Regions from separate parts of the Sus scrofa genome. Here all the other regions are linked to region 3. A link is a contact called in public Hi-C and promoter capture Hi-C data. All regions are on one chromosome and are shown on one strand. Each heading gives the region's core, a stretch centred on a gene start, on an enhancer-like site or on the middle of the called end of the contact. The rest is flanking DNA. Distances are from core to core; before and after follow the strand shown.

Region 1 (4,107 bases), core at 1,429-3,928, 1.3 Mb after region 3:
ATATAATACATATAACATGCAAGATACTTATTAGTCACATGTTTATGTTAAAAATAAGGATTCTAGACAACAGTAGGCTATTAGAAATTAAGGTGGTTTTTTGTGCTTTTTTTGTTTTGCTTTTTTTAGGGCTGCATCCATGGCATATGGAGGTTCCCAGGCTAGGAGTTGAATCGGAGCTGTAGCCGCTGGCCTACACCACAGCCACAGCAATGTGGGATCCAAGCTGCATCTGGGACCTCTACCTCAGCTCATGGCAACGCCAGATCCTTAACCCACCAAGCGAGCCCAGGGATGGAACCTTCAACCATATGGTTCCTAGTTGGATTCATTTCCGCTGCGCCATGACGGGAACTCCAGGCATTAAGTTTTTGTGGAGACAAAAGTTATGTGATTTTCAATGGCAGGGGAAGCCGTGGAGCCACTAATCCTGAGTTGTTCAAGAGTCAACTGCCTTGTTTTCACCTATAGTGGGTAATTACCTAGTGCAGGGAGAGGAGAAATATACATGTTTATTGTCTCATAAAATGATTTTTGTCTAAAACCTCACCATCCCAGCACCCTCACTAGACTGTCTCAGGGGCTCAGAGCACAAAGCATAACAACACAATAGACGGTCAAAAGGGACATGAAAAGATGCACAACATCACTAATAATTAGAGAAAGGCAGATCAACATTGCAGGGAGGTAACACCTCACACCAGTCAGAATGGGCAAATCATCAAAACGTCTACAGGAGTTCCCCGGTGGCTCAGCAGGTTAAGGACCCAGTGTTGTCACTACTCTGGCATGGGTTTGATCCTTGGCCCCCAAGGTGGGTGTGGCCAAAACAAACAAAAAACAGATTCAAGTGTTCCCGCCATGGCTCAGCAGAAACGAATCTGACTGGCATCCATGAGAACGAAGGTTCTATCCCTGGCTTTGCTCAGTGGATTAAGGATCCTGCCCCTTGCCATGAGCTGTGGTGTAGGTAGCAGAAGCAGCTTGGATCTCACGTTGCTGTGGCTGTGGCTTAGGCGAGCAGCTACAGCTCCGATTCTAACGCCAGCCTGGGAACCTCCATATGCCCGGAATTCGGCCCTAAAAAAGACAACAAATAAACAAACCAAAATTCCTAAATTTAAATGGGAATCCTGCAGTGGATGTAGCTGGAGGGGGGGGGGTCCAACTACACCAATCCTCGGGGGTTTGCCCTGCTGGGCCCCTCTGGCTGACAGAGGGAAAGGGTGAGAAGCTACAGACCAAGAGAGAGCAAAGTGGGAGCGACACAGATGGGAGAGGGAGAAAAAGGGAGATACCTAAGGAGAGAAAGCTAAAGAACGATTGAGAGAGACAAATGCCTAGAGAAAAAGACACAGACGAAAAGAGCTGACGAGATAAGGACGGAGAGCACACAGATTCAGAGAGGGAGAGACAGAGGTGGAGACAGCAAAGAGGCATCCAAACACAGGGGGAGAAAGAGACCCAGAGACAGGGAGTCGCAGGTAGAGGCATTCCGAGCAAAGGAGAATCCAGGGCATGTGCGTCCACACCTGCGCTCCCCCCCACACTAAAATTGTCAGCGAGGACCACCTCATGGCATTCAGGTTAAGAAGATCCATTCCAGTTCCCATTTGGGCGCAGCGGAAACGAATCCCACTAGGAACCCTGAGGTTGCGGTTCCACCCCTGGCCTCGCTTAGTGGGTTAAGGATCCGGGATGCAGTGAGCTGTGGTGTAGGTCGCAGACGCTCTGGGATTCCACGTTGCTGTGGCTGTGGTGTAGGGCCGGCAGCTGTAGCTCCGATTCAACCCCTAGCCTGGGAAGCTCCATACGCCGTAAAAAGAAAAAAAAGAAGAAGATCCATCCTGCCCCTGCATTTCTCTTTCCAAGCTAGTATCTCCAGGGGGGGCGGGAACCGGCGGGCTTCGCGCTCTACCCATGCGCAGCCAATGATGGTGAGCTGGGGAGGGAGGGGCATTTTCCTCAACCAACGAGTAATCAGCAGCGTCCCAAAGCCACGCCCCTCAAGCACCCCACAGAGGCGGGTGCTCTGGATCACATAGCTCCGCCCACAGAGTCCTAGCTTCGGAAATGAGGTCAGCTAGGCCTTTTGCCCTGGTCAGCCTACACATGGCCTTCGCAAACTCACCGCTCCGCGCCATGAGCATGTCCACGGCTCGCGCTTCCCTTTTCCCGGAGGACGCCAAGTCGAACACCCAGACACCCACGAATACTTCCTACTTCTGAGAGGCCCGCCTCTCGCCCTAGCAGCTGAGTCCCATAGGCTAGCCGGCCTGCGCACGGCACTCCGATTGGAAAAGGCGACTACCCGCCGAGCACTTTCTCTCTGTTCAGAATCCACTCCACCCTCATCGCCCTGCCTTTCCTGGTGGATAAGGGAGGGTGAAGTTGACTAGATACTGGCACATCTATAGATCCGGTGCGGGTACCTACCGTGACTTAGGCTGAAAACCTCCTCCAGTGAGGAGAGGAATAGGTTCGAGCCTTCGATTGGGTCCTGAGGAATGTCAGTCAAAGGATAGGCGGGTGCAATAGCAATCTGAGGCACAGTATTGGTGGAGATACGAGACGGACAACCTGAGAGCGGAACAGGGGGAGGGGTCCGGCTTTTCTTGATTGGGCCATAAAGGAGGCAGTGCCACCCTGGGTACTCCGGATTGGCTGAGCATGAACCGCGCCCCCTTCTCGCCTGAAGCCTTCAGTACGAGAAGAGGGCCCGGCTCGCCCCAGTTGGCTGCCCGTGCCAGTGGGGTGAGAACGAGTGCAGACCGGGCTCTGGGGTCCCGGCCAGAGACAACGTAGATCCAGGAGTGGCGCGCGCCATCTCAACGGTGAGGGAACACGAGTGGGAGACGAGAGAGAGAGAGGGGTCGGGAGCCCCAGGGAGCAAATAAACCTTCGCGACCGGAAGTGCCTTCCGAGCGCAGGCGGACCCGGAAGTGTGGCAAGACTGCAGCCACACCCGGAAGTGTGATTCTCCCGCAGCTACGGGAAGTAATGATACCTGGCCAATTGAGATACGGAGTTAAAACAGGTGTTTCTGTATCTTTATTTCCTAAGGCTCGGTAGAGCCTCCCTATTCGGAAAGTGTTGGAGGTTGCAAGAATGTGGTCATGTGTTTGAAATTCTCATCCTGTTAAAAGCCAGGGGAAAACGAACCCCAGGAGTGTGTGCAAGGGGGCCGGGCTCAGTAAAAGCTTTTTAGAAGTTTCTTTTGATGCAGGTTACCCTCCATTCCCCTCCCCAACAGGGATGTTCAGATGGAGGCCGGAGGAGACATTGCTGCCCCAGCCCCCGGGGACGCGGAGGACTTGGAGGACACGCGGTTCCCCAGTGAGGAAGCTAGAGATGGTGGAGGGGTTCAAGAGGACCCGCCCGATCCTGGAGATGGAAGCGTGGAGGAAACAGGTATGCATTCCCTTCATTAGGGTCATGGAAGGAATCCCTAGGGGGTGTTTTCGTTGGGGGAGACCTACAGGGGATCAGAAAGGAGGAGTCTTTTGGGACCCAGGGGAGTAGTTTAAACCATACCTTAGGTCAGCGGGAAGTCATTGCGGACTCACGTTGTGGTTTAAATCATTGAGTAAAGAGGAAATCATTGGGTATCAATGGATGTTCACTGGGGAGCCGGTGTAAATTTAGATCATTGAAAAATCAGAAAGGAATCATTTGGGGCCAGAGCGGGCCACTGGGGATATAGGATGTTTAAGTCAGTGAGTGACCAAAATAAAGTTAATAGACTCAAAGGGGAACTATTTAGAAATCAATGTTTTGGGAGGTTAGGGTGTTTTTAAAGTCGTTGAGGTGGGGAGTTCCCGTCGTGGCTCAGCGTTAAAGAACCTGACTAGTATCCATGAGGACACAGGTTCAATCCATCCCAGGCCCGCTCAGTGGGTTAGGGATCTGGTGTTTCTGTGAGCTGTGGTGTAGGTCGCAGATGAGGCTCAGATCCGGTGTTTCTGTGGCGTAGGCTGGCAGCTGCAGCTCCAATTCAACCCCTGTCCTGGGAACTTCGATATGTAATGGGTGTGGCCCTGAAAAACTGAAGAAATAAATAAAGCCACTGAGGTGGGAAGGAGGATCAGTGGGGGAGCCAATGAGTAC
Region 2 (4,548 bases), core at 1,491-3,990, 1.1 Mb before region 3:
TACTCAATCTCTGTGCCTAGGACTCTTCATCTGTAACATGGGCCAGGAACACTGACCTCACACGGCTGCTGCAAGACTAAAGCAGATAAAGCAGGAAAAACATGGCAAGTGGCAGCTAAGAAGCACCCGGAAAGCAGAAGCCTTTAGGCCCTTGTCATAACAGAGCTCTCTGAGAGGAGGGACCAGTTATAACTTGAGCATCGTCTTCCCAGCATTCACTGGAGGCACCTTGGAGACACAACTTGATGAATGAATGAGAACAGAAAACAAAGGATATGGAAAAAAAAATTCAATGGGACTCAGATCTCAAGGCTGGGACCCCGGATTTGAGAGATAGATAAATAACGTGAAAGGATTTTTTTAAGGTAGTGTTTTTTTGTTTTTCCTTTTTAGGGCCACAGCCATGCATATGTAAGTTCCCAGGCTAGGGGTCGAATCGGAGCTACAGCTACAGCCACAGCCACAGCAATGCCAGATCTGAGCCTCGTCTGCAAATGACACCACAGCTCACAGCAACGCTGGATCCTTAACCCACTGAGTGAGGCCAGTATTCATCCTCATGAATACCATGCGCATTGGTTCTCTGCTGCGCCACAATGGGAACGCCAACTGCCAGTTTAATCTACACAAATCTGTAAGGGAGGTGTCACAATTTCTATTCCACACTTGTGGAAACGGAGGCACAGAGAAGTGAAATGACTCATCCAAGATCCTCTAACACTGGTGACTGGCAGAGCCTGAATTCAAAGCCTGCCAGTCTAGCACTAGAGTCTGCCACTGAAGCATTACTCTGTGCTACCTTCCCCTAACAGAAAAAGGGAATTACAAAGGTGGCATTCATCATAACAGATAAAAAGTTGCAAGATGGAAGAAACAATGCTAAAATGCCAGAGCTTTGAGCACCAAAAAAGGCTTTTTGACCTTGGGCTCATCATGACCTTCAAAAGAGTGAAGTGGTAAAGAAAAAGACTTCCAGTGGATTTGAAGAATGAAGGAAAAAGGAAGGCACAGAGTTTATACCAGTAGCTTTGGCAGCAACAGCAAGGCTTAAGAGCAAGGAGGTAACGGCAAGTAGAAAAGAAACAGAAGATGTCAAAGAAAAAGTAAAATAACACACCTGGTTGAAAATAAATTACGATCTCAACTTCTGCTAAGAAGAATTTCTTTCTTTCTTTCTTTCTTTTTTTTTTTTTTTTTTTGTCTTTTTAGCTATTTCTTGGGCCGCTCCCGAGGCATATGGAGGTTCCCAGGCTAGGGGTCGAATCGGAGCTGCAGCCACTGGCCTACACCAGGGCCACAGCAAAGCGGGATCCGAGCCGTGTCTGCAACCTACACCACAGCTCACGGCAACGCCGGATCATTAACCCACTGAGCAAGGGCAGGGACCGAACCCGCAACCTCATGGTTCTTAGTCGGATTCGTCAACCACTGCGTCACGACGGGAACTCCTGCTAAGAAGAATTTCTGCTAAACAACCTCACTGCTGGGGCTGGTTATGCTCAGATCTGCTTACACCTAGAACAAGAGGACAGCCCCGACTCCCTCTGAGCTGTTCCTCTGCATGGCCACAGCACCCTGGAGAAATGGGCTGCTAGTCCCAAGGAAGACTGGGTAAGAAGACAGAGATGAACACATCATTTCCCACACCTGCCTCGGCAAGAGCCCCCTGGGACACCTGCTTTAAAACTCAAGTCACAGACACACTCTTCCTCCCAGAGTCCATCTCTTAACATTCTGATCCTGCTGGTTCAGGTTGCTGTTTTTTTCAACAAGTGTACCAGATAATCAGACTAGTTTAAGAAATGAATACAAATCCCTGTACAAATACAAATCCCTGGCCCTGGAAAAGTGTCCCTTTCACACAGGCTAACTCCATGTCCCGCATCCCCCTACACAAGCGAGGGCGAAAAAAGCTTGAAAATGCTTGAATCAAACCTCAGGGTCAAACACATCAGAACCAAGAGGTCAAACGTTAGTAGCGAGCTCACTGCCCCGGCCTGGACTTTCCAGGTAACTTCACTGCCGACTCCGCAGCAGTTTTACTAGTTAATTAAGCGCAAGCGGACCACGTTTCCACGCGGGAAAACAATTTCACCTGCAGACCTGGCCCAGCTGAACAAGCCTGACCCCCGCTGCGGAGGCTGGCGGGGGGGCGGTGTGCAAGCCCGAGGCGGGGCGCCAGGAACGAGGTCATTCCCGCCGTCCTGGGCATCCGGGCTAGGCTGAGGGCGCCTGGAAGAACCGGGGAGCCGGGCACCGGTCCGCTAGGCGCCACTGCCGCGGGTGAGATTAAGGAAGATCGGGCAACGCAGTGTCGGCCCGGGCGGGCGGAGTCCCGGCGCCAGGACGAGCCTGCGGGAGGACCAGGCAGAACCCACGGGAAACGAAGCGCGGCCGGGAGCCCCCAGCAGGAACGGGGGTGGGGGGCTGAGGGCCCCGTGGCGGCAAAGTCCGAGCAGACCCGGAGGCCAGAGCGGCCCCCGGAGCTTCTCCTTACCTCACCGGCCTCCACAAGCTCCGCAAGCAGCCACACCCCGGCTGAAGCAGGGAAGCGACCACAACAGTTGGCTGGGGTCCTGGGGGCCGGAAGGGGGGTGGGGACAGGGAATGGGAAGGGGGCGGGGCGGTGGGCCGAAAAAGTTCCGGGGAAGCTTGAGTCCGCGACCTTCCGCGCTTTACGATCCGTAGGAAGGGTACGGCAGCGCGTGATCCCACTCGCGCACGCGCGTCGTGACGTCATCGACTGCTCCGCCCCTGACACGTGGGGGGTTGTTTGGGTCCCGAGTGTCTCCGCTTGAAGGTGGGCGGAGGGGAACCACCGTCTCGACGAAGATGCAGTCGCACTGGAGGCGGGGTGTTTCAAAGTCGCTTTAGAACTGCAGCTTCGGACCTTACCGATTTCTACCGATGCAGCTGGGACGGCCAAGATGGCCGGAGCTTTGGTGGAGCCTGCGGAGGGCAGGGGTTCTCTTACCGCGCGCGCGAGGCGAGTCCTCAGGTCCGGTCCCACGTGTCTGCCGCCTAAGGACACTCAGTCCAGGGCCTAAAAAAGATTCTTGGACCGAAAGCTGCTCTGTTTTTGGCCGTTGCTGCGGTCTTCCTGGGCGAATCACTAGTACAGCGGATCAGGAATCTTTTCTGCTGTCCCCGCCCGATCTCAGAGGCAGTTTAAGAAGACCTGCGATCTGGGCACCTTGCTTATTAGCACATCACGCTGTTTTCTTTCCTTTATAGAACTTGTGCTAAAGTAAATTAGTTGACTACCTTTCCCAACTAGCTGCACACTCTGCCCTCTGACAGTAGACCCTAAATCTCCTATTCTGCTGTGTTCTCAGCGCTTAGCGTGTGGCACGTTATCCAGTAAATATTTCTTAGAATGGAAAGCGATCTAATGGTACAGGCTTCTCTCCACTTGGGGCCACACCCAAGCCCATCTCACCACTCAAACCAGTTGTGTTAAAGGATTGGCACTGTGCCAGGTGATGGGATTCAGCCGTGCACAAGAAAGGGCTTCTGCCACTAAAGTGTGGCAGTGAAGTTCCAGGGACCCCTGTGTCACCATGCCAGCCTGAAACTTGCACTTTATGCATTTTTACTTGCCAGTGAACTCACACAAGACAGCCCATTTGAGGTCTGGTTTCCCGGCAACAGACACTGCATTTTGCTACCCTGATGTATGAATGTTCAAGGCGTTCCTGGCTTCGGTGCAAGAAATGTACTTAAATGGTTCAGTTATGGGCTTAAAGCTTATGGTCACCAGCTGCTCCCAAATGAAGACATTATAGACTAACAGATCTGAGGCATATTCTTGCTAAGATGTACTTGATACCTAGATGTGGCAATTTCAGGAGGAAAATGTCACAAGTATTTATTTATTTATTTATTTAGGTCGCCGGCTGCATGCAGAAGTTCCCAGGCTAAGGATCAAATCAGCACTACAGTAGCAACCTGAACCACTGAAGTGACAATGCCACATCCTTAACCCATTGTGCCACGAGGGAACGCTGTCACAGTTTTTTGTTGTTGTTGTTCTTGTTGTTTGTGTGTGTGTGTTTTTTTTTTTTTTTTTTTTGTCTTTTTAGGGCCGCATCCAGGCATAGAGAAGTTCCCAGGCTAGGGGTTAAATTGGAGCTGTGGCCACAGCCACTGGAATGCCAACCCAAGCCGCATCTGTGACCTCCACCACAGCTCCTGTCAACTCTGGATCCTTAGCCCACTGAGCGAGGCCAGGAATCGAACCCACAACCTCAGGGATATTGTTTGGGTTCGTACCCCACTGAGCCACAACGGAAACTCCCTCACCTGATATTTAGATGCATCTATTTTATCTTTGTAAACCTTCTGCCTTCTCCTTTTCACTCTCTCAAGGGCAGGAATTACAGGAAGTGAGGAAGGTACCACTAGCAGCTGTTTCAAAAGATCTATGCCAAGATTTGCTTTGCACACCAAGAACCGGAGCTTGGAGCACCTCTTCCCTCCAAGTTAGGTTCTAGTGCCTCATGCTCCAGAGTGTCACATGGTGGGTGGAGCCAGGAAGGATGGAGAAAA
Region 3 (4,208 bases), core at 759-3,258:
CAATGGGAAGCACATAAAATATCACCATCAACTGCAAACTCTGGACGAAGCTAAAAACAAACCACACAAAAGCAATTATGTCAAGGAGAAGACTTGTTTGGAGCTCTAGGAACAAGGAGGAAAGGAGAATTTCAGATGAGTCGTAGATTACATTATGTTTATACATTAACACTGGAAGGCAACAGAATGACAGGAACTATGTTCTTGATTTCATTAAAATAAATTTGGCCCTTCATTTAGGAATGAGTCACCTGGCAGGCAGCCATCTGTTTTTAAACTTGGAAAAAAAATAACTGACATACAGGGGTGTTCACTAAAGATTCAGATCAAGGAAATTCCAAGAACAATTAAGAAACAGAAGGAAATGTTAGTCATAAACTATTTCGGCCCATTAGAGAAATATACATCAATAGCAGATTCTTTTAGACACATGAGGAGGTATGATACAGTCAGGATAATGAGCACGGGCTGTAGAATTTGCAGACCTGATTTTAGATTATTTGCTCCAGAGCTTTGAATCCACGGCGGACAAAACTTTAGGCATGCAAATTTCAGCAACGTATATAATCACCAGAGCTTCAGTTTATTAAACTGAAAAATGGATATTAACACCTTCCTTGCAAGGTTATCACTGAGATTAGAGGAAAGTCTAACATTCTAGCACAGAGCCCAACACACAAAAAAAGATGCTTTAAAAAATGACTGCTGTAATTAATCTAAGAAGTCAGCAGAAAGGAACTGGCCAGTTTCCTCAGTTTACCCTAAAATTACACACTCAACTGGAGTTTTTACTTAGGAGGCATCTATGATTTATAACTCTAATATTCAATTACTGACGTAACGGGATCAAAGTTCAATCTTCCTCAAGGCAGAAGTTCAAGACCAGGTTCCAAACTTTTACAAAGATCTATTGGTCACTCTTCAAACAACGTTATTAGGGTGCCATCAAACCAAAAGCTTACATATTTCCTTTCTCATTTCCCTAGAATATGTGAAGCGTAAACCCAGAGACACAAAAGGAAACGTCAACTCTAACTGCCTGAATGCTAAAGCAGTCATTACATGCACTAAACTAACTTTTCTCCTTGCAACTGGAAGAGCACTGTATTTATGTACTAGACTTGGGAGTACTGAGGAAATAGTCACTCAATCATTGCTCATGTTTTATGAAGAACTTTGGTTGAGAAGGAGTGCAGTATTCAGAGAACAAAAGACACAGCCAGTGAAAAAGGCAGCTAATCTTTATTTATAAGTACTTTCATACTCCAGGGACTTGGGGTGATCACCAAAGATACATCCAGCAATGCTGAGTGCAGCTTGGTATATCCGGCTGACAGACCCTACTGCTGGACACTGGTGATTTATTCAATAATCACAGATCCTTTGAGTAACTCATACGGATAGGTGCACAACACAGTTGAAAAACTGATCTTTTTAATACTAAAGGTTCACAGTGGCTTTGGCTAGGCCAAGGACAATTTGAAGGTCTTTCTGAAAAACTAGGGTATTTAACATTCCTCCAATTTCCTTATTGGGGCGTGGCTCAATAATAACGCATTTCTCAAGGGGGAGCAAAGGGGAGAAGTAATTTTCCCTTTTCTCTGTCGCCTCTCAATTCTCCGCATACTCTCACTCCAGGAGTACGACGGGGAGGAAGGACGCGGTCAGCGCGGGCCCTCGGGCATCCTGGGGGATGTAGTTCAGGGCGCAGGGGCTACGTTCCTGCATGTGGGTACCCACGAGAGCCGGCAGGAAGGCCCCAAGCACAGCCGCTACGGCCGAAGCCTCGAGGTACTTCTTAGTCCAGACTCTCCGATCGCAAAGGTTTTAACGACCCGCATCGACACTTACTTTTTGCTCAGTTTCGGCTCCGCGCCGTCCACTTTAACTTCAGCCGCCTGTACCGCAGCCATCTTTCCCGAGGGCCGGACCTAAAGAGGATGAGACTCGTAGGGCGATTTTCAGGTCACGCTCGGAAGTCCCGCCTCTTCCGGGGAAAGGGGCGCCCACTGTTAACGCGCAGCTGTCGCGCAGGCGCATTTGGGGCCAGCAGCCGCGGCGTCTGGTACGTTACCTCAGGCAGTGGGGCTCCGTGCGCCAGACGCTCGTTAGGGGGCAGCTCTTCCGCTGCGCGTTCGCAATGGCGGAGGCAATGGATTTGGGCAAAGACCCCAATGGGCCTACCCATTCGTCGACTCTTTTCCTGAGGGAGGATGGCAGCTCCATGTCCTTCTACGTGCGTCCCAGTCCGGCGAAGCGCCGGCTCTCGACGCTCATCCTGCACGGCGGCGGCACCCTGTGCCGGGTGCAGGAGCCGGGGGCCGTGCTGCTGGCCCAGCCCGGGGAGGCGGCGGCCGAGGCCTCGGGCGACTTCATCTCCACGCAGTACATCCTGGACTGCGTGGAGCGCAACGAGAAGCTCGAGCTGGAGGCCTACCGGCTGGGCCCGGCTCCGGCGGACGACCAGGCCCCAGAGACGAAGCCCGGGGGGCAGGCCGGAGGCGGCGCCGCCGCCGCGGAGTCCGAGCCGCAGCCGCACGCGGGGCGGATCGGCTTCACGGACGCGGACGACGTGGCCATCTTGACCTACGTGAAGGAACATGCCCGCTCGCCCAGCTCGGTCACCGGCAATGCCTTGTGGAAAGCGATGGAGAAGAGCTCGCTCACCCAGCATTCGTGGCAGTCCCTGAAGGACCGCTACCTCAAGCGCCTACGGGGCCAGGAGCATAAGTACCTGCTGGGGGAGGCCCCCGTGAGCCCTTCCTCGCAGAAACTCAAGCGGAAAGCTGAGCAAGACCCCGAGGCTGCTGATAGCGGGGGTGAGGCCTGTCGCTGGCACCTGCGCGGCGTGGGGGCGGGGGCGTCGTTCCTGTCCCGAGGGGCGACCATGTTGTGTCTTTGGTAGCATCCCCCGCCCCGCCCCCCTGTGACATCCGGGTAAAACTAACACCATTTTCTGATCTTGAATTCACTTTTCCAATAGGTGGGATATTGACGGGGTTCGCTATTACAAAGGTACAAAAAGAGTATATGGAAAATTCTCCCCCTTTTCCTGCCCATTAGATACTCTCCCCCGCCCCCACCCCCCACCCTGCGAGGCACTGGGGAACCACCTTCTTGGGTATCTTTTCAGAGAGATTTCACAGACTCCTTTTTAAAAACAATTCTCCAGTGTTTAAGGAAATTCAGCATAAGCCCTGCCAGACCAGTTTATTGTAATGTCTTGGCTGAAACAGATGCATATTCACATAGAAGGTTCTCAGCAATTGGAAATGGTTTTTTAGTTTCGCTCAGGTGAGGTGAGTTTCTAAGGCAGTTGAGTTGAATGTTGGGACTCAGGTGTGGTTAGGATACAGCAAAGCTGGTCAGATGCTTCACTTCTGATATAAGGGATATTGACAGTTGAACCTGACCCTTTTGTTCAAAGAGGCATACTTCTTCCCCACTTCCCTATTCTTATGTGGCTGTTGCATCACAGGTGAGGTCTGGGGAGGTAAAAACTGTTCCTCTTGTTTTGGTTTCGGTAAAAGTGACATTTGAAATTCATTCAACAGATATTTGAGCTTGAGACACTTATCTTGCTGGGATAGAAACACTAAAACTCCCTGCTTAAAATGCTAGTTTAGTGAGTGCTATAGAGAAAAATAAATCTGAGTAAGGGCTGAAGAGGAGGTCGTTTTCTGCAGCGTGGGAAAGGAAGTTACCTATTTTAAACTGATACTTAAGCACAGACCAAAGGAAATGAAAGAGGTAGCCAGGTGATTACCTGAAGACGGGGTGTTCCAGGCTTAGAGAATGGTAACTGCAAAGGCCCTGAGGTGTGTACTTGTAGCAACAAGAGACCAGTGTGGCTGGGATGGAATAAAGCAAGAGAGAGAATTCTAGGAGAGCGGACAGGCTATGTGTAAAGGAGATCATGTAGGGCCCTGATTTTTAAATTAGTAGTATGGAGATGTCTAGTAGACCAGTCAGAACTTGGGACTAAGTAAGCTGAATTCTTTCTTTCTTTTTTTTTTTTTTTTTTTTTTTTGTCTTTTTAGGGTAGCATCTGTGGCATATGGAGGTTCCCAGGCTGAGCGTCAAACTGGAGCTGCAGCTGTTGGCCTACACCACAGCCACGGCAACATGGGACCGAGCTGCCTCTGTGACCTACAGCATAGCTTATGGTAAAACTGGGTCCTTAACCCGCCGAGTGAGGCCAGGGATCG

What was found. Promoter capture Hi-C pulls out the DNA fragments that hold promoters and counts their contacts. Hi-C and Micro-C count contacts between places; a contact is called where the count stands out from the background.
Region 1: a contact with region 3 is called in a promoter capture Hi-C map of liver, with 5 times the contacts expected there. The contact joins the promoter of MON1B here to the promoter of KARS in region 3. A contact is called at or near these places in 3 of 5 promoter capture datasets (fetal liver, fetal skeletal muscle and liver), 3 of 47 Hi-C or Micro-C datasets (embryonic fibroblasts, heart right ventricle and liver) and 1 of 2 datasets of contacts at active chromatin or transcription factors (alveolar macrophages).
Region 2: a Hi-C map of liver shows a contact between it and region 3, with 8 times the contacts expected there. The contact joins the promoter of PDPR here to the promoter of KARS in region 3. A contact is called at or near these places in 2 of 47 Hi-C or Micro-C datasets (heart right ventricle and liver) and 1 of 2 datasets of contacts at active chromatin or transcription factors (alveolar macrophages).

Annotation. Positions count from the first base shown.
Region 1 is chr6:10,724,045-10,728,151 of Sscrofa11.1, reverse strand. It overlaps MON1B (vacuolar fusion protein MON1 homolog B), which reads left to right and starts at 2,678. Exons shown (of 6, transcript XM_005655760.3): 1 at 2,678-2,834; 2 at 3,254-3,411. The coding sequence starts at 3,264.
Region 2 is chr6:13,185,569-13,190,116 of Sscrofa11.1, reverse strand. PDPR (pyruvate dehydrogenase phosphatase regulatory subunit, mitochondrial) reads right to left here and starts at 2,740. Exons shown (of 20, transcript XR_002344509.1): 1 at 2,498-2,740.
Region 3 is chr6:12,055,275-12,059,482 of Sscrofa11.1, reverse strand. KARS (lysine--tRNA ligase) reads right to left here and starts at 2,008. Exons shown (of 14, transcript XM_003126856.3): 1 at 1,852-2,008. The coding sequence starts at 1,913. It overlaps TERF2IP (telomeric repeat-binding factor 2-interacting protein 1), which reads left to right and starts at 2,032. Exons shown (of 3, transcript XM_003126857.3): 1 at 2,032-2,819. The coding sequence starts at 2,141.